Regions from separate parts of the Gasterosteus aculeatus genome. Here region 2 is linked to region 1. A link is a contact called in public Hi-C data. All regions are on one chromosome and are shown on one strand. Each heading gives the region's core, a stretch centred on a gene start, on an enhancer-like site or on the middle of the called end of the contact. The rest is flanking DNA. Distances are from core to core; before and after follow the strand shown.

What was found. Hi-C and Micro-C count contacts between places; a contact is called where the count stands out from the background.
Region 2: a contact with region 1 is called in a Hi-C map of skeletal muscle, with 9 times the contacts expected there. The contact joins the promoter of pdcd7 here to the promoter of mex3b in region 1. A contact is called at or near these places in 2 of 6 Hi-C or Micro-C datasets (skeletal muscle and tail fin).

The regions. Positions count from the first base shown.
Region 1 is chr12:384,077-387,873 of fGasAcu3.hap1.1, reverse strand. It overlaps mex3b (mex-3 RNA binding family member B), which reads right to left and starts at 2,439. Exons shown (of 2, transcript XM_040202698.2): 1 at 1,930-2,439; 2 at 1-862. The coding sequence starts at 2,131.
Region 2 is chr12:1,292,291-1,296,208 of fGasAcu3.hap1.1, reverse strand. pdcd7 (programmed cell death 7) reads left to right here and starts at 1,679. Exons shown (of 5, transcript XM_040195983.2): 1 at 1,679-2,940; 2 at 3,126-3,264; 3 at 3,578-3,808; 4 at 3,895-3,918. The coding sequence starts at 1,933. It overlaps spg21 (SPG21 abhydrolase domain containing, maspardin), which reads right to left and starts at 2,475. Exons shown (of 9, transcript XM_040196016.2): 1 at 1,350-2,475; 2 at 1,082-1,144. The coding sequence starts at 1,144.

The DNA of each region.
Region 1 (3,797 bases), core at 1,190-3,689:
GCTATGCCACTATCATACTGGGACCAAAGGAGGGTCGACGTGTCAAACCCAGAGGAGGAATCCAAACTCAGATTACTGCAGTCAGGCGAGGACAGCTCATTTTGGTAAATGAATCCATTGCTGTGAGTGTTGACATCTATGTTGTTGTTGTTGTTGTTGTTATCGTTGTAGCTGAGTGAGGCGCTGGGGCCGATGTAGGTGGCCATACGTGGGCTGTCGTTGCCAAAGAATGCATCTGTGGAGGCACTACCCTGAGAGGAAGACAAATGGTTGCAGTTGTTGGAGAAGGGCTTACGCACTGAGTTGGGGGTCCTCCCCGAGCAGGGCTTAGACCACAGAGGGGCGTGTCCGTGCAGGTCAAAACCCACATCAGTCCCGTTGGCATGGAAGTCGTTTTCATCCTGAAGCTCAATAACGCCCCCTGTCCTCATGGTTATGTGGGCTTCGATCTCGTCACGAGCTCGGTCCACGTTCTCCGGCATCCCTGTCACCTCGAACACCGGCTCCTTGTCTCGGCTGGGTGTCACAATGTAGGTGTGGGTCTGCTCCTGGATGCGCTTGATGGTGGCACCCTTGGGTCCTACAACAAGCCCCACCACGCGGTAAGGCACCCGCACCAGGATGGTGGTCTCTCCGGGCAGGTTCGGGGGTCCGGCGGCCGGGGTGCTGCTCCCGTTCATGCTGGTATTTTTGTTCCTGGAGGCTCGGATCATGGAGAAGTGCTCAGCAGCAGAGATGATCTCCCTCCTGGCCATTGCCACATCCTCCCTCCTGCCCGTCACCACGAAAACCGGCTCCTCGCCACGAACCGGCGTCTTGATGTAGCTGTTGGTCTTTGCCCGCAGCGCTTTGATCTTGCAACCTGAAGCATGGATACAAAAGGTGGACGTGAGGACAGGTTCCAAGGTAACGACACACAGCAGGAACAAAATAATACAAAAATAAAAGATTGTTTGCTAAAATATGGTCAGCAGCTCCAACAGCTGCTCACTTTATCGGCTTCTTGACGTCCTGTTCTGGCTTTGTTGCATAAAGTACTATTTCAATACCTTCAACAGCGTTTCTTCATGATGATGAGGCCGTCGGTGGGAACTACAGAATTAGCCGAGCAAAGGCAGCTGGGACATTGTGATGTAACCAGGGAGGAGGAGGAGGGTGAACTCAGCCTTCTAATGAAATGTCGGACATACATTTTGCATGAGTTAATATCATGCTGATGTAGGTTGAATGAGAAAAGGGTCCGTGTTTTGAATAATGGCAGCTGTCACGGTTAATCCACTTATTCATTTCTACTTAAACAGACCCCTGTGAAGGCTTTACAGTGGAGGGCGATGTGCTGCTGTACTTTTCCTCGGAGCAGCAGCAGCATTGCAGGGATGGAAGAGATGCCACATGAAGGGCGGCGATGGCACAAGCACCGTGTCGCTGGTCTCAGTTTGTGCAGCTATATGTGCCAATGTCCATCTGGTTTAGCGGATTCTCATAATATAGAGCAGGGATTTGATGGGCAAACCAGAGATGAACCAGGACGGACATGTGGACTAAGAGCAGGTGTTTGTTCTGGTTCTGGAGCTGCAGCGTGGTCTTCTCATTGAATGGAAGGACTGTCCACTTTCCCCAAACCAAAAGTCCCTTTATGCTTCATTTCACGTGCACACTTATGAATGCACCTCACACAATATGACCATGTTACCATTTAGCGCACACAAAATGTAACCTAATTTGTAACTTTTTTAGTCAGCTTGAGTGTCGCTGCGCCCACAGGACTGTATTCTAGAAGAACAGCGTGAAACCTGCAACGTCTGCGTCTGGTTGACTGGTAAAAAGATGCTGTCGTCCCACACGAGCAGACATCAGGACGTGCTCCTACCTGAGATGTTCCACTGCTAAACATGTCAGAGACATAGAGAGGAAGGGAGAAACACACACCCTGTCTGCCCACGATCTCGGCCACGTGCTCGGAGCTGGGAACCGGGACGCATTGGGTCATGTTCACGCTCCTTCCCCGGACCTCTTGGCCGTCGTGACCGGGCTCCTCGTCGTTGTCCAAGACGAGGAGGGAGAGCTGGTTCAGGGCGGTCTGCAGGACATCTCCTTGGACGCCGCTGTCTGCAAAGAGCGAGCTGGGCATCTTGGCAAAAGGAAGGCGGGTGAATGGAGAAGAGGAGGAGAGGGAAGAGGAGCGGACTCGCTCTGCAGATCAATGGGACAGAAGAAGAGAGACGCAGCAGCCATAAAACAAGCATGAGCCACTTGGTTTTCCAATGGACAGTGGTGGTCTCGGTCCGACCCAACCCGATCTGTTTATTCCAGAGAGTAATAATCTCCCTTCCTGACAAAGGGCACTCCCTCCCAAATCCCCCCCAGCCCTCCCCCACCCCCTGCTGGCTTCTCCCTGCTCCTCTGTTGCTTCTGTCTGAGTCCTTTGCAGAGCCAGACAGCGAGATGCGCGGATGACGTCGTCGTCGGGGCAGGGACAATGCAGTGCGGTGAGCTCATTTGCATATCCCTGAGCTGATTGGCTGGGCGGCAGCAAGTGGGCGGGTCCGCCCTAAAAGAACCCCAGTTTCTTTGTTGTTGCCTCTTGTTTGTGCCTCACTGCTCGGCCGGTTCTCACGTTTACTGTGGACACTTGCAGAGCCTTTAGTGAATGTCGGCTACAAGTCACATCATTAGACATTAACAGCACTAATCAATAGATCTCAACAGATCGATTGATAGGTTTCATCTAACATCAGGCTGTGTTCTCCCAGGGCAGTGGCATTTTGTTGAATCAGACACGTTTAACTTGTCTGCAAATTGTATGGATTACCCCAAAACACGTTGTGCTCAGTGGCAGGTGATTAAATACGTCTGTAAAAAGGCCAATTACATTTGTTGGGGTTGCAGAGAAACATGTGGAAGGATAATTTCTCTCGGCAATAAGCAGCACCGTCAGAACAAACAAACCTGAAACAATTGATGCAAAGCCAATGGAGGAGGAGAGCTTCACGACAGGAATATGTCAGTCAGTGTGGAATGCCATTAAACAAGATAAGGCTTCAGAGGAAACCATATCGATGACATAATGCAAAGGAAATGTCGGTGCTTGAAGATCATTAGATGAGAGAACTCATTCATTCATTAGCTCTGTCAGGCTGAAGATAGTCGTCACGGGGCGGTTGGACCTTCGTCCAGGAGACTGTTCTGTGTCTATTGTGCAAAAATAAAAGCAAACATTTTGTGAGTTGAAAATCATCTTCAAAAGTCAAAACTAAACAAAAATACGTTTGAATCATTTACGTCCTTCAGTTTCAATGTACTGTTAGATATGGATATCTGCTGAAACATACCAGTTCAAAGCTTTATAAAAGGCATCTCTTGAATAAAAAAAAAAACTTTTTGCAATTAAAATGTCTACTACTAAATAAATTCAATTCTCAAAAAAACCGTAAAAGTATTTACAGTAAATTGAAAGGTCGATATGAGATAATAGTCACCAATTAAAATACTGTAGGCAGCATGTTACTTAACTAATGTGATGGTGGTACATTCCTACATAGTTGTTTGTCAGACTGCATTATTCCACAAGGGAAAGTCTCTCTGCATAAGATTTCTTTCTTAGCACAAAGGGGATATCGATCAATTCCAAAGCGTTGAGGCGGGAGGAAGTTGGTCCTGCTCCATTGGAAACAGGAGATGCTTGAGTGCAACAGGGCTTTTATTTTGAAAATCAGCCTTATCCCGAATAGGAAATGGTAAATCGACTCCAGTCTTTTGGAGAGAGACTCTCCAGTGCTGCTGCTTTTTGAAATGTT
Region 2 (3,918 bases), core at 430-2,929, 910 kb before region 1:
ATTATCAGCCTGATAGGATAATGTCGTCACGCACAGCCTTATCATCAAAAAGGAAACACTGAAGAGAACGTGAGTCCTACCTGGTCCTCATGTTAAATGCATCCTCTTGCCTGTTTCTGTTGGTAACCATAGTAACGCCCCATGTCAGCTGTCACAGTGAACCGGCAGGGTCTAACAGGCTACCCTGTTAACTAATAACTCATTTAATATCAATTGATCAATTACGAAAAAAGCCTTTGCGGATTTGTACAATTTGTGATCATCTTTTATAAAGATGTTTTGAATTTTTACTTTTCTTGGCATTATTGTTCCCCCTGGATACACAAGGTCAAGCAAAAGCTGCATCCGTGTTGGTAACGGTGAGAACATTCTTATTATATCGGGTCCACGTTGTGTATTATTTGAGAAAGCAGCTGACCTCTGAACTGCTCCGTAGAACACGCTCTGTGCTCACAAGCCCATCTGGCTGCTCTCCGCTCTTTGATTGTGGTATTAATTTGTTTCATAAATTAGCTATAACAACATTTCACTGTGGCTTGGAGGCAATGTCCATCTCTGCATTCCGGTCGGTTGAATTGATCATTTCCCGGCTTCGTCGTGGTGGTCACAGGCTGACCTGGCTGCTCTTTGGAGTGACCCGTGACCGTGGACGGTTCCATCCTCACACCTCCAGGAGAGACGCTGTGCTCGCTGTGTCTAGAGCTACTGCCCTGCTTTACCACCTGATTAAATCCCAATTAGCCACATATTTCCTTATATTATTGTAGCTATTCTGTGCGACACGCGTTTACTCAAAACAGGCTCCAAAGACAAATATGTTTTGGTTTTGTCCAAACTTTATTTCAAAGAAAGAGCAACTTGCTCACTTCCTCTTTCAACACCAAGCGACGTTTGGAAACAGAGTGGTACCATTTCGAAAAAGACATATAGATATAGATAGATATAATACCCTCCATCGGGTTCCCACCGCTGTCGTAACTACGACAACAACAGACGCTTTCGGCTGAGAGTCGCCAGCTAACACGGCCGCCAGACAACCCGAAGCACCGGGCGGCTGGATTACAAATCCGGGGGTACTTACTCTTTTCAGGGGCACTGTGCTTCTGAACCAGTTGTAGTCCGGAGACACTTTAATCTCCTCCATCTAAGGACACATTCAAAGACACACCTTCAGGACATGCTCGTCCAACGTGAATCCAATGCACAGTGGAGGCAAAGTGTAACATTAGCCTAGCAGCTAACGCTCAGCGAGACCATCTGATCGCGATGGAATCAACATGAGCGCTTCCCGGTCAATGACCGAATATGACGTGATTTACTGTGTCCCCGGGACGTCTGGGCACCTTTACCGTGTTCGCCGTGGATGTTGTCACCGTCTCCGAGGAATTTTATCCATATCTAGATCCCATGTCGAGCCTGGTCATATGACTTCAGCTCCGCACACTTCCGCACAGCGCGTGTCTCCGCCCACCGGTAACTACGAGCGCGCGATGCACTGTGACGTCATCATGCAAAATGTATGCGCGTGTTTGACATGGCAAATGCCCGTGTTCAGGGTCTTCAAACACACGTTTTCTTGGAGGTGTTTCTACTGGAGGTCTTATGGCGGATCCTGAGGCGAAAGCCTACATACGTGAGAGAGGCCGCGTCTCAATCCAGCAGCTGCATCCCTCGCAGAACGATTGCGTCACTGCAGTTGTGTCCTCCGAATGATACAGCTGGAGTGTCCCCCAAAAGACCACGCGTTGGGAGTCGAAGGAGGTATCCGAAGGCAAAAAAAACAGCAATGACGATTCTGGACCAGTAGGAGGCCCCAACGAGTCAAAGCGGGTCCAGTCTGCCGGAAGTGATGCGCCGCAGGAGAAGAAGAGGAAGGAGGTGATCGTCTAATGTCCGCGTTGTAACCGTCCCCGCGGTGCTGCCGCACTCAGCATGGACAACGTTTACCGGCGCTCACCGGCGGAGGCGCAGCAGCCTCTCGGCTGTGATGGCGGCTACCTGGAGACGTCGTACGCGGCCAGCCGACCGAGCGGCGCGGCGCACGACGCGGCACAGCCGGACTACGCTGCGCAACACTGGACCTCTCCGCGGGGATATGCCGGTCACCCGTACGGGTTTAGATGCGACTTCCCCACTCCGTCTCACGGAGGCGGGGGTTTCGGAGGACCGATTCCGTATGGATTCGACCCCTCCGTCCCGCCGCCCCCCTTCGGCTGCCCGCCGCCTGCACACTTTCCCAACGCGGCGACCGGGGCGCCGATTCACCCATTCGACGGCGCGGGAGCCTCCACCTTTGACCCGTTCCACCAGCAGTACCGAGCCTGTCCCGGGACCGCGCGCTATGACCCGGAGCCCGGTCCCAACCAACACCACGAATACACGGACTTCTCTGAGCGCGGCGCGCTGCTCGCCAATGCGCGGTTCGCTCCGCAGGCGAAGAACCGCGACAGGAGTCCGGAAACAAGAACGCAGCCCGAGGATGAAACCGCTGTACAGAGGAGGCGGGACCTGCAGTGGATCGGACGCTTCTTGCAAGGCCGAGACCGGGCCGCCCGGGCCCCTCGGGCCCAGCACAGCGGAGCCCCGGGGCCGAGGGCGGCTCTGCACCGGGCCGCCCGGCTCGTCTCCCGGCTGGCGGAGGCCTGCGAAGCGCTGAGGGACACCGCGGGGGACGAGTGCGCGTGGGCGGACTCTTATTCAACGGCACTGGGAGTGAAGACGGAGCTGCAGGACGAGCTCGATCGCCTCCGCCTCGGGGAGCGTCTCCATAGCTGGAAGGCGAAGTTGTCCCGCGTCGCTAAGAGGAGGGCTCGGCTGCTGAGGGCCCGGAAGCTGCACCAGCTGGACGAGAAGCTCCGAGAGGAGCAGATCGACGACAAAGAGGCGGCCATAGACAAGTGGAGGATGCAGCGCGTCCAACAAGTGGAGGAGAGGAAGAAGGTAACTCCGTGCACCAGAAGACTCTAATATAACACATGTTGTCCACTTGGGAGCAGAAGAGCTGTACACCAAACCCCATCATGACCGGGCGATAGGATCTTTATTCAGATATATGACAGTGAAAGCATTTCACTCATTCAGAATGACTAACAGCTTTCTTAATAATTGATCTGCTTGTGTGGCAGGAGCGGGAGCTGAAGCTGGCTGCAGACGCTGTCCTCTGCGAGGTGCGGAAGAAGCAGGCAGACGTGAAGAGGATGCAGGACATCCTGAGGTCTCTGGAGAAACTGCGCAGACTAAGGAAAGAGGCCGCATTGAGGAAAGGTGACCGCTAGAAGCCCATCTGGCTGATGCCAGACTCCTTATCGCCAGTTCTTTTACAAAGCATGTGAGGTGTGATGGGCACACACAGAGAGCTTTAGCGTGCCGCTAACTCTCACACTGCTGCCCTCATCACACAGACGCCCTCATTCTGCAGACTTACTTGGAAAGTAGTTGCACGAGATCCTGCACGGAACACTTCTTCTTCTTCTTACTCTCCCACATGGGGGGGAAGTGCCTTTCCTTTTGCGAGCACTGGTCCCGCGGTCGGTAACGGGACCGCGAAGCCTTCAGTTTGTATCTTTGTGTGCTGCAGGTATCACCACCGAGCAGCAATGTGACGAGGCGTTCAGCAGCGGACTGGAGCACCTGAGGTGTGTGATGAAGAAGAGGACCGCGGTCTACTCGGCGGAGGAGAAAGCTCTGATGGTGATGCTGGAAGGGGAGCAGGAGGAGGAGAGGAGGAGAGAGCAAGAGAAACGACTGAAAAAGGAGAGGGAGAGACACCTGCAGAGGAAGCGCAGAGTGCGCGCCATGTTGTTTGGAGGTAATCCGTCCGTGCGCTCTGCAACGCTGCAGCTCTGCAATGCATCGCATCACACAGGAGTAGTAATGCCAACGTTTGTTTCTCAGAGGACCTGCCTGCTGATTCCCTTC